Linked DNA regions of Mus musculus: region 1 is linked to region 2. The links are chromatin contacts, called in public promoter capture Hi-C maps. All regions are on one chromosome and are shown on one strand. The core of a region is the stretch at or near the end of the contact, and the rest is flanking DNA. Distances in the headings are between cores, read along the strand shown. Region 1 overlaps Kmt2a (lysine (K)-specific methyltransferase 2A). Region 2 holds the start of BC049987 (cDNA sequence BC049987).

Evidence for each region. Promoter capture Hi-C pulls out the DNA fragments that hold promoters and counts their contacts.
Region 1: a promoter capture Hi-C map of liver shows a contact between it and region 2, with 2.0 times the contacts expected there. The contact joins the enhancer-like site here to the promoter of BC049987 in region 2. A contact is called at or near these places in 8 of 39 promoter capture datasets (the 3T3-L1 cell line, 3T3-L1-derived adipocytes, the C10 cell line and 4 more), 4 of 484 Hi-C or Micro-C datasets (the CH12 cell line, brown adipocytes and embryonic stem cells), 1 of 115 datasets of contacts at active chromatin or transcription factors (embryonic stem cells) and 3 of 9 other capture datasets (adipose tissue, embryonic stem cells and liver).

What each region holds. Positions count from the first base shown.
Region 1 is chr9:44,813,759-44,818,603 of GRCm38.p6, forward strand. Kmt2a (lysine (K)-specific methyltransferase 2A) reads right to left here. Exons shown (of 36, transcript NM_001357549.2): 27 at 4,525-4,845; 28 at 3,948-4,028; 29 at 2,837-2,901; 30 at 817-987. Among named protein-coding and RNA genes, the nearest start is that of Ttc36, 13 kb to the left of the region's middle. Within about 2 kb of position 1,958, at least 5 of the 459 cell types and tissues checked have an H3K27ac peak or open chromatin away from gene starts, as enhancers often do. A contact at or near this core is called in liver, where this site is marked.
Region 2 is chr9:44,670,024-44,674,855 of GRCm38.p6, forward strand. BC049987 (cDNA sequence BC049987) reads right to left here and starts at 2,237. Exons shown (of 2, transcript NR_165440.1): 1 at 2,119-2,237; 2 at 545-1,250. It overlaps Treh (trehalase (brush-border membrane glycoprotein)), which reads left to right and starts at 3,210. Exons shown (of 15, transcript NM_021481.3): 1 at 3,210-3,317. The coding sequence starts at 3,238.

The DNA of each region.
Region 1 (4,845 bases), core at 708-3,207, 140 kb after region 2:
TCTCCTGGAACTTTCTATACACTAAGCTGGTCTCAAACTCAGAGAGACCTGCCTTGCCCCTGCAAGTGCTAGGATTAAAGGCATGTGACACCACCACCCAGCTTAGGCCACATCCAGGTCCAAGTTCTATCTCTACTCATATCTACGTCGTTACCATGTCCGTCTACCCTTCCTTCCTTCCTTTTCCCACGGAGCTTCCTTATTATGTCAAAGGTCTCATCGGCTGTCACTATAGACTCTCTTGCCAACTTGTGCCCAATTCACCTCCCAACTTTTCTTTCACTGTTCAAAGTCATTTTCTATCCAATACTACTGAAAACCAAAGTTTTTCTAACTTTGTTCCATTTCATTCTCTTTGTGAAAAGCTCCCTGCATTCCTCTCTGGCTAAACCAAATTCCAGATCCCCCTTTAAATGGCTGTTGTTTGGTCCTCTTCCCAGGTTTCGGATAGCCCCAACTCACCCACTGAACTCACAGCCTTTCCTGAGAGCTCAGGCCTACATGGCTGCAACTAGACCATAACATTTGCACAGAGAGCTTCCCTGCTGTACGAGGCAGACGAGGTGGAGCTGGCAGTCATCGAGCAGACAGCCAGGAGCACTGCAGAAAGCATGTGGGAGAATCCACAGAAGAGAGATGGCACCGCAGGAGGTACCGAGAAGAGCTGAGAGAGCAGCTCTCAGTGTGTACCACACAACCTGCAGCTCTTAGCACTTGTCAAGAATGATCGTGGTTCTTCAACAAGGCAAGCTTTTCCTGAGCACAGGAGGAACCGCAGCAGGGCCTGATGGAAGGCTGACCTAACAAGCCACTCACCTTCAATACTTTCCGCACAGATCTGAAAGCCATCATCACTTGAAATTTCAAAAACGAGTCCTTTCTTGGGCTTCCTCTCAGTAATGCTTTCTTTCCTCTTTTGTTCTTGCTGGAGCCAGAGCATCAGAGGAGAGCTGAAACCACTCTCTTCTTCTTCCATTGCTTTAGGTTCTACAATGGAAAAAAGGTTTTGCTAAAGCCAGTGTGCACCAAGTGCTATGTGCAGAATGATCTACACCAGCAGTTCTCAACCTGTGGGTCCCAAAGGACCCTTTCACAGGGCTCTCAAGACCACTGCAAAAACACAGATATGTGCATTACTATTCACAACAGTAGCAAAACTACCGCTATGACCACAGCCATGAAGGTCACAACACTAGGAAGGTTGGGAAAGACTTGCTCTACAAGCACCACCTCCATTTGTAAGAACATGCTGTATCCAGTGCTATCCCAATTCACCAGTAAGACCACTGAGGCTCAAGAACTTGCCCTGGGTACTAAAATGGTGTGTGTGTGTCTCTGTGTGTGTGCGCGCGCGTGCACTGGTGCATTTAATAGACTTCGTTTTTGTAGCAGAGCTTCTGGTATGACAATGTGGTCATTTTTCCATACATAACTACTCCTAATAGGAGCCAAACCAAAGCAAACACAAATCCCCTTCCCTATGTGTGAAGCTTGATTATGCCTCAGATACTCTTCTAGAACTTCACCCACAGTATCTCATGGAATCCTAACAACTACTAAGGTAGGTGTTATTATTGACTCTTTTTGCGATAATGGCTCAGCCCGTAGCCAGCATGGCTTGCTGTGAAGGCTATGCTGCCTGTCTCTGCTTCCCAAGTACTGCAGCTATACCAAGCCCAGCTGGACTCCCTTTTAAAGGTAAGAGAACCGAGCCAGGTATGGTGATGCCTGCCTGTAACCCTACTATTCTGAGGCCGAGGGAGGATGGTCACTGCTAGCCTGGGCTACCCTAAAGTTCTAGGTCAACGAGGACAAGACAGTGAGACCTCATTCAAAGCAATGAGTGAGTGAATAAATACGTGAACAAAACATGGGGAAACTGAAGCAGGCCAAGTAAAAGCCATGTTTACCCACACAGCAAAGTAAACATGAGGTTTGAACCTAACTGATTCTGGAGACTACTCAGCTACCATGCCTGCCTGCAATGAGGCCTTGGGCTTGAGGAACTGGCCAGGCAGCAGGGTACAGTAACAGCCCAAATCCCAAGCCTAAGCCTTTCTCTTCTGGGAAGTCATGTTTGAAGATCATTTATTTAGTCAATCTGTTTGCTTTCCTAAGACAAGAGCTCATTCTGAGGTCAAGGTTGGCTTGGACTTTACTATGTAGTATAGCCCAGGTTGGCTTCAAACTCGTGCCAACCTTCTTGCCTCTGTCTCCTGAGCCACGTGCTCAGGTTCTGTGGGTACTATACTAATTGTAAAGTGGCCAAACTACACCAGGCCACACATGCAGAGCTGTGGGTGCATGTGGGTCTAGAATCAAATCCCAAACACCTAAGAGAGTGCTACGGTTTCCAGAAGGGAATTTACCCCGAGGTGCCATCAGATATAAGAAACACCTCCAAAGACAACTAAATGTTATCACCAGCTACCTAAAATGTCACAGTCCTTAAATTTAGTTTAGCAAGAAGATCTGACCTTGACAATGACACACACACAACTGAAGACCGCTGGGACCCTATGACTGCACATCACAGCTCAGCTCTTGAGACTGAGTCTGCTTTTCTCCCATCTAGACTATCAGGAGTTAATGCAGGCGATTCTCTGTGGTTTAGGCTGTGGTGTAGCACAGTATGCCCTCGAGCCTACTATGTCATGTAGCACAGGCTGCCCTCAAGCCACTATGCAACTCAGTCTCACCTTGAACTCGCAATTCTGTCTTAGCTTTCCAAGTGCTGGGGTTACAAGTGTGCACCGCCATGCTCAGCGCACATGATTTTTACATAGTTCTTCTGGCTTTAGAGTTCTCTACTATAACCTATTAATCAACCACATACCTGCATTTTCTTGCTCATTGGCTGGATTCTGTGTTGCCTGGACCTCTGGAAGAGCAGCCACTGGTCTGAATGAAAATACAACCAGACGTGAGAGGCAAGGCCAGCTGTTTTTCAACTCGAAGATAAAAACAACTGTTCATAATCTGCCATATACCCCATCAGTTATTTAAAACAACTACCAAGAACATAAGCATAAAGCACTTTAAAGTTTGTTATTTATTATTGGGGTGTATGTATGCCCAGGTGTTGAACAGTTCCTTCCACTGTGAGATTCAGGAATCAGCGGATTTTTAAATGTTTAGTGTGTGTAGGTGTCCTGTGACTGTGTGGGTGCCCACAGCAGCTGGGGATGCACTAGATCCGAGCACGGATCGTTAGATCTGTTAGCTGGAGATGTAACTAGATTGATCCTGTTAGAACTGGAAGCATCCTAATTACTTTGCCATTTCTCCAGCCTTAAGACCATCCTTTATGAAATTTCTTCCCAAATGTTGGCAAAAAGTAGCTGATTGCGTCTGTGGACTCTATCGCTGAAATTCTCCTCCTGATCTTACAGTAGAAAAACTACAAAGCCACTTCTCAGTGCTATACAATTTAAGTTAGGTGGCTTAACTGAGAACACAGCTCAGCTGCACCAGCCAGTATACCCTCTATTTTCACTTTTTCCAGTTTAATAACTCCCGAAACAGTCCAAGTACATACTACTAATATGTATGAAGCCAACTACGTAATGTAGATCATACAACAGCACTAGAAGCAGCAAAGAGACACTTGGAACACAGCATGCATGCATGTCAGCCCAGGGAGTTATATAAACCAATTAAGTGCAAAAACAAAAACAGTGAGTATGCAAGCATCCATGTAATATAAAAGTACGTTCACGTTTACAAAGAGTACACATAGAAATATCTGCAGAATAAAATCAAACTATGGGGCTGGAGAGATGGCTCAGTGGCTAAGAGGTTAGCCTGCCTAAGCTTCCCCAGTTCTGGGATTCAAAACATCCATACCATGTGATGCCTGTCAAGAACATGCTTGACAACAAACCCAATGCAAGTAGGCTTCAGGAGGAAGCCTATCTACACGTGGTAACCAGTCATCTGCAGCTCACCCTGCCGGCTGCCCACACTCCTTCTGCGATGGCTGCTCCACTCCAGCTGCATCCTGCTGCTCCCTGTTCGCTCTAGGAGTCCTACAAGAAAGAACTGGATCTTTTCAAGCCACTATCAGCAAAGACACATTGGACAGATAAAGTTCAAAAGCCTGCAACAGTAACTATGGTCACAGAAGCTAGTAAGGGGCACAGGGAAAGGGAAGCGTCCTCTATGCTTTATATATGGTATACTTCCAATGAGCTGTTAAAACAGAGAGGGCTCCATGACACTCCACAGTAGGAGCCCTCGTCCCTCTGACAGGACTATCATCCCCTCACCCACTTCTACCCCCTGAACCACAGCAGAGCAGAAGCAGGTCCAAGGATGAGCACTGTGTCTGACATCAAAGCGAAGGGCAATCAGTGCTGCAGTTCCCGTCAAACTGTGCACTAAGCTAGTCTTAGCACCGCCGATCACGACCGAAAGCCTAAGTGACAAGAATTCTCGAGCACCACGAGAGCACCTTGCGAGCCACTGCGTGACACCCAGAGCACACAAGCCCACAGCTGCAGAATTAAGCTGCACATCACTTACCGTGTCACTGAGGGCTGGGGTGCGGGGTCGGTGTCTCGGTGTGGAATGTGTGCTTCAGAACTGGTCCGCAAATGGGAAACTTTGTGCTTCTTGCCGCTCCCCTTGTCTAGGGGCAGCTGAATCCGTTTGGCTTTTGGTTTTGGTTTAGTGGGACCTGGCACTGAGGAACTTCCTGACTGCTGTCCAGAGGATGGGGAGCTCCCTGGAGAGGCGGAGCTGGCTGGCTTAGCTGAGGGTAAAGTCTTGTTTTGCTCCAGCCTCACACCGTTAGGAGCTTCTGCTGTCTGGGTGAAGTTGGACGGCTGGGTCCCCGGAGCAGAA
Region 2 (4,832 bases), core at 987-3,486:
TTCTCTGCTCCTTCTCCTCCTCTGTCTCCCTGTAATGGTAGACTTTCTCAGCAACCTGCACTAAATCCCTCAATGGCTTATCCTGTCATCCCTCTAGCCTCTGAAGCCTTTCTCTGATATCTCTACTAGCCTGGTCTATAAAAGCCACTGTCACAGTAGCTTTATGCTCCTTGCTGTTGGGGTCATAGGGTGCATATTGGCGCAATGCCTCCATGAGCCGCTCTAGAAACACTGTGAGCAACTCATCTGGTCCCTGCTTAACCTCACGTACCTTGGTCAAATTTGTGGGTCGTTGTGCGGCCCCCTTGAGACCTGCCAATGGAGTCTGGTAGTGGACCTTCAGGTGCCCCTTACCTTTGTCATATTAAAGTCCTGTCTTAGTCAGGGTTTCTATTCCTGCACAAACATCATGCATGACCAAGAAGCAAGTTGGGGAGGAAAGGGTTTATTCGGCTTACACTTCCATACTGCTGTTCATCACTGAAGGAAGTCAGGACTGGAACTCAAGCAGGTCAGAAAACAGGAGCTGATGCAGAGGCGGCCATGGAGGGATGTTCTTTAATGGCTTGCTTCCCCAAAACATGGTCATGATGTTTGTGCAGGAGTAGAAACCCTGACTAAGACAAGTCCTACTCAGGTCTAGTCAGAGAAAGCCCGCTGTCGACAACAACCTGGTCAATCGATGGTGCCCCCATGTCTTTCTAGCTTCCTGCATTATCTTCTCTCTCTTCGGTCATGAAGAGTACTCTCGTGAGTTGTTGGATATCACCTAGGTGGGCTGATGAGTAAATAAAACAGTCTCAAAGACATTAATCTGCCCCTTGGGAAAGGGGGGGGGGTTGGGCCTTCCAGTTGTACAAGTCAGCCAAAGAGAAGGGCCAATATTGCATAGCCTGATTGCCCTTTTCCAGAGGCCCATATGTCCCCAGCAAGAGAGCCACCGTGGTATCAGGGGAGGTGGCTCTCAGACTTTGGGTCCCCATGGCAGGACCGGGAAGTTGGGGTTCTCCTCCTGTTCATTCCTCCGGTAAAGTGGGATACAATGGCCCTGGTCCTATATGGGCTGAGGATTCCAGAGCTGGAGCCAGCACCGGCAGGGCCATGGGGGAAAGGGAAGGGTGATATGGAGGAGGAGGGTCTTGGAGCAACAGATCCGCTGGCGAAGGGTCTTGGAGGATTGACTTCTCTCAGGCCCGGATCCCTCCTCCCGTGCTTCTTTCTTCCCGACAGTCAGAACCTGTGAGGTGGGTCTTGGGGAAAGAAAGGCTTTTATCGGTGGGGAGGGGAAGGGGGGTGGGTTCTCCACGAGATTCTTCCAGGACACTTGGTCTGGGTGCAGCAGGGATCCTGGCCTAAAGACTTTTTCCTCTACTGCTTTGATCACCTGCAAGTTGAAGGTCCCTACAGGTGGCCCCCTTACTCCAAAAGTGGGCCATTCTGAGAACAGAGTCAGTTAAACTTGCTCTTCTCTTCTTTTCCTAACTTCCCTCCAGTGATTAACTAGAATGTTTAACAAGGTAGATTCGGTCTGTCCAATGTCCAAAGATGTCGTCAGTCCAAGTCCAAGAACATAGAATGAGGTAACCAACACCAACAAACACAGAGAAAGACAATCAACACACAGTTCATCCCTTTCATGGTCACAGTTACAGACAGTTCGTCCCTTCCATGGACGCAGAGCAGAGTTGCTTGGCTGGCTCCAGCCTCACCAAGACAAACCAGGCGTCCCTGCCAGTACAGCAGGAGCCAGATTATAGGAAGACTCAGCTCCTGCCAATACTGTCTTGCTGTTTCCAGAAGGAGTGGAGCCCTCCCAGTTCCCTTCAGGGTCTCTGGAGTATCCCCCAAATTCCCAGCAGTCTCAATGTTAAGGCACGTCTGTCAGCTGCACTTAACCACCCCAGATACCATAAACTCTCCAAGCCCCCGACACTTGCAAGCAAACCAAAAGTTCAAACAGACTTACAGACTCAGACTTTGACAAACAGCAAGGCAAACAAGAAAGAACCTTGGTACCTGCTCGAGACCTCTGATTCACGGCTCTCTGGTGTGTCCTCACAGGAGGTCGAATTCCCAGCCCATGCACCAAATGTAAGACTCTAACGAGCCTTAGCTTACCTGGGACCCCTACCCCTGCCACAGTGAACAACTTGGAGCTAGGGATCGATGCAAAAGCAAGAGGAATTTATTGTTCCAGTACACTGGGGTCTTCCTGCACCTGAAGGAAAGGCAGCAACCTTGGGCAGCCCGTTTGGCCAGTTTTTATACAGCTTTCAGAGGTAGAATAGAGCAACAGCCACTAGGCACAACGTGATTGGTAGAACAGTGTGACTTTTAAACTGATTGGTCCTTAGGGAATGGGGTGGCAAGGGCTTTCCTTGTCTGTGGGGGCAGCCAATGGTCTGTCTTTGTACTCTGGGCTTCCCTTATCTGCAGGTGGTCAGTGGTTAGTCCCTGCTGTGGTCTGAGGAATGGGGTGCCTGTGTGCTCTATGAACTTTCTCTTCCAGGAGGGGAGGGGTCTGGTGGAATTTGTCAAAGTTCCTGAGCTGACCTCTTCACAGCAAATGTTCTTAACCTCTGAGCCATTTCACCAGCTCCTTGGCAAAACCTCTTCACTAACTGGTGCCAAAATGTCCCTCCAGCCTGTCACACAACTTTTGCACCAAGTCTCTGGATGTCTCATGTGATGGCATGGCCTCCTGACTATTCCTCAGGACTCAGTGCAGACATCATCTTATGGTGGGGCTTCCTGATCCATCCCCGAGAGGTTGTCCTGTGTCCTCACAGGGTCTCCTGTAGATAACAGGGAGTTTGATAAAGCTTTGGAGAAGACTTGAGCCATTCTGTTTTAAGTGATAAAGAAATGGTCCCTTCTGGCATTAGAGACTAGGGAGCCACACACAGACTCAGTGTCTAAATCATACTTGGGTGACCTCAGTTGTGGCCCTGGCCCTTGGGTGCCCACCCATATAACTCTGAGCAAAGTCCCTGAGCATGTAATACCAGTTAGAATTGAGAAATGGAAGAAAGTGGCTGATGGGGTAGTGAGCACTGTAGCTGGAGGGCAGAAGTGGTAAGCAGTCCACAAGAAGTTGAAACACACATCTCCCCCCTCAGGTGGCCACACCTCATAGCCTGGACTTTGGCTGACCTGGGTAGGCAAGTGAGGCAGGCCGTGTTCAGCAAGCCAGAGGTGCCAGGGTTTGCTCATTCCGTTCTAGGCACCGTGCCCAGGATGACCTGGGAGCTGCACCTGCTGCTTCTGCTGGGGCTGGGACTTAGGTCCCAGGAGGCCCTGCCACCACCCTGTGAGAGGTAGGGAGGTGGAGAAGCTGTGTGTGTGGGGGAAGACAAGGGTGGAAGGCTGGGATGAGAGCTTACCCTCTGAGGACCAGCCTCTCAGAGGATAAAGAAGGAAGAAACCAGGCTTGTAGGGGTAGAAGGACCAAAACCTGACACCAAACTCACTGTGTTGGAACGAGGTGGAACTTTGAGGCAGGCCTATGTATAATTCCAGAGCTGTTGACCAATGTCTGCCCTCCGTGCTGCTGACCAGAGCTCACCAGCCAAGCAGCTCCTTGGACCAAGCAGGGCTGTTCTCTTCACTGTTCTAGCAAAGCTTGCCTAGCTTAGCGTGAGGGGAGTCTAGGTCCTGTCAAGAACTTACACATAAGTTCAGCCTACCTTGCTGCTCTTTCTGTGTCCCAGGGCAAGTCAATCCTTTCTTCTGAGCCTCAGCTTCTACCAGCAAATACAAAGATGGGGGGGGGTCACTCTACTTCCTGGGTCTGGAACTGTCATTCTCTCTTCCACTCGGACTCATGGAACCCTCCCTCCACCAGTTCTTGCAAGAAGGGTAAAAACAAGGCCTAGGATGGTGAAGAACAAAGAGAAGGTAGGAGCTAAGTAAGCAAGGAGGAAGCAGAAGGGGGTGTCTCAGAGGATGCAATGGGCCGATGGAACGTGGAAGGAGCCATCTTGAAACAGAAGTAGGGAGCAGGGCAAAGGCTCTGAGGTGTCCTCCAAGGGTCACAAAGTCCCATGTGGCCTGGAAAGAAGCAGAACCAGGCTATGAGGTGGAGATAGCTCTAAGGAAAGGAGACCAAGCCCTGCGGACTTGGCAGGACTGGGCTGGGGCTGGGGGGTGGGGCTGAGGAGCCGATTAGGGATGCATGAAGACTGAGCTGTGACTTACTCACTGATGCCCAGGTGTGCAGTATGGAAGGATCTGGAATAATCCTCAGGACTTATTTGTTCACCAGTAGGCAGGACACAGAGTGGCTCTTCCATCCAGTCTCTTGTGTCCTGTTGGGCTATTTGCAGAGTGCCTACCATGAGTGCCGCTGTTTGTCCCTGAGAGCATGTCAGTAGTCCACTTGGACAGTCACACGTGTGCTTGTAGACTCTCTACAAAGAGAGTTACAGGACAGCTAGAGCTACACAGAGTCCCTGTCTCAAAAACAACAACAAAAACCCAAACAGCCACTGAAGGCACAGATGTATTAGGGTAGAGTCCAGGAGAGAAGAAACTCAAACTTCCAGCAGTCTTCTTCCAGAAGATGTGCCCAGAAAGTACCAACCAGGAGTCACCCCTGAGTCTTCATGTTGAGTTTCTTGAGATCCTTCACAGAGACCCCTGTAGGTCTCCAAAGATTAAGCTGACATTGGGTGGCCTATTGTCCCCATCACAAATGTCAGCGTTAGCCTAGGATAGCCAGCGTGCTCCAAGTTCCATCAGGCAGCATACTCTGATATCTTAACCCTGTTCCCTCAGGTGGCTCTGGGACTTGGCGACGTGGCCACCTGTGCGGCACCATTTTTTTGCTGTGT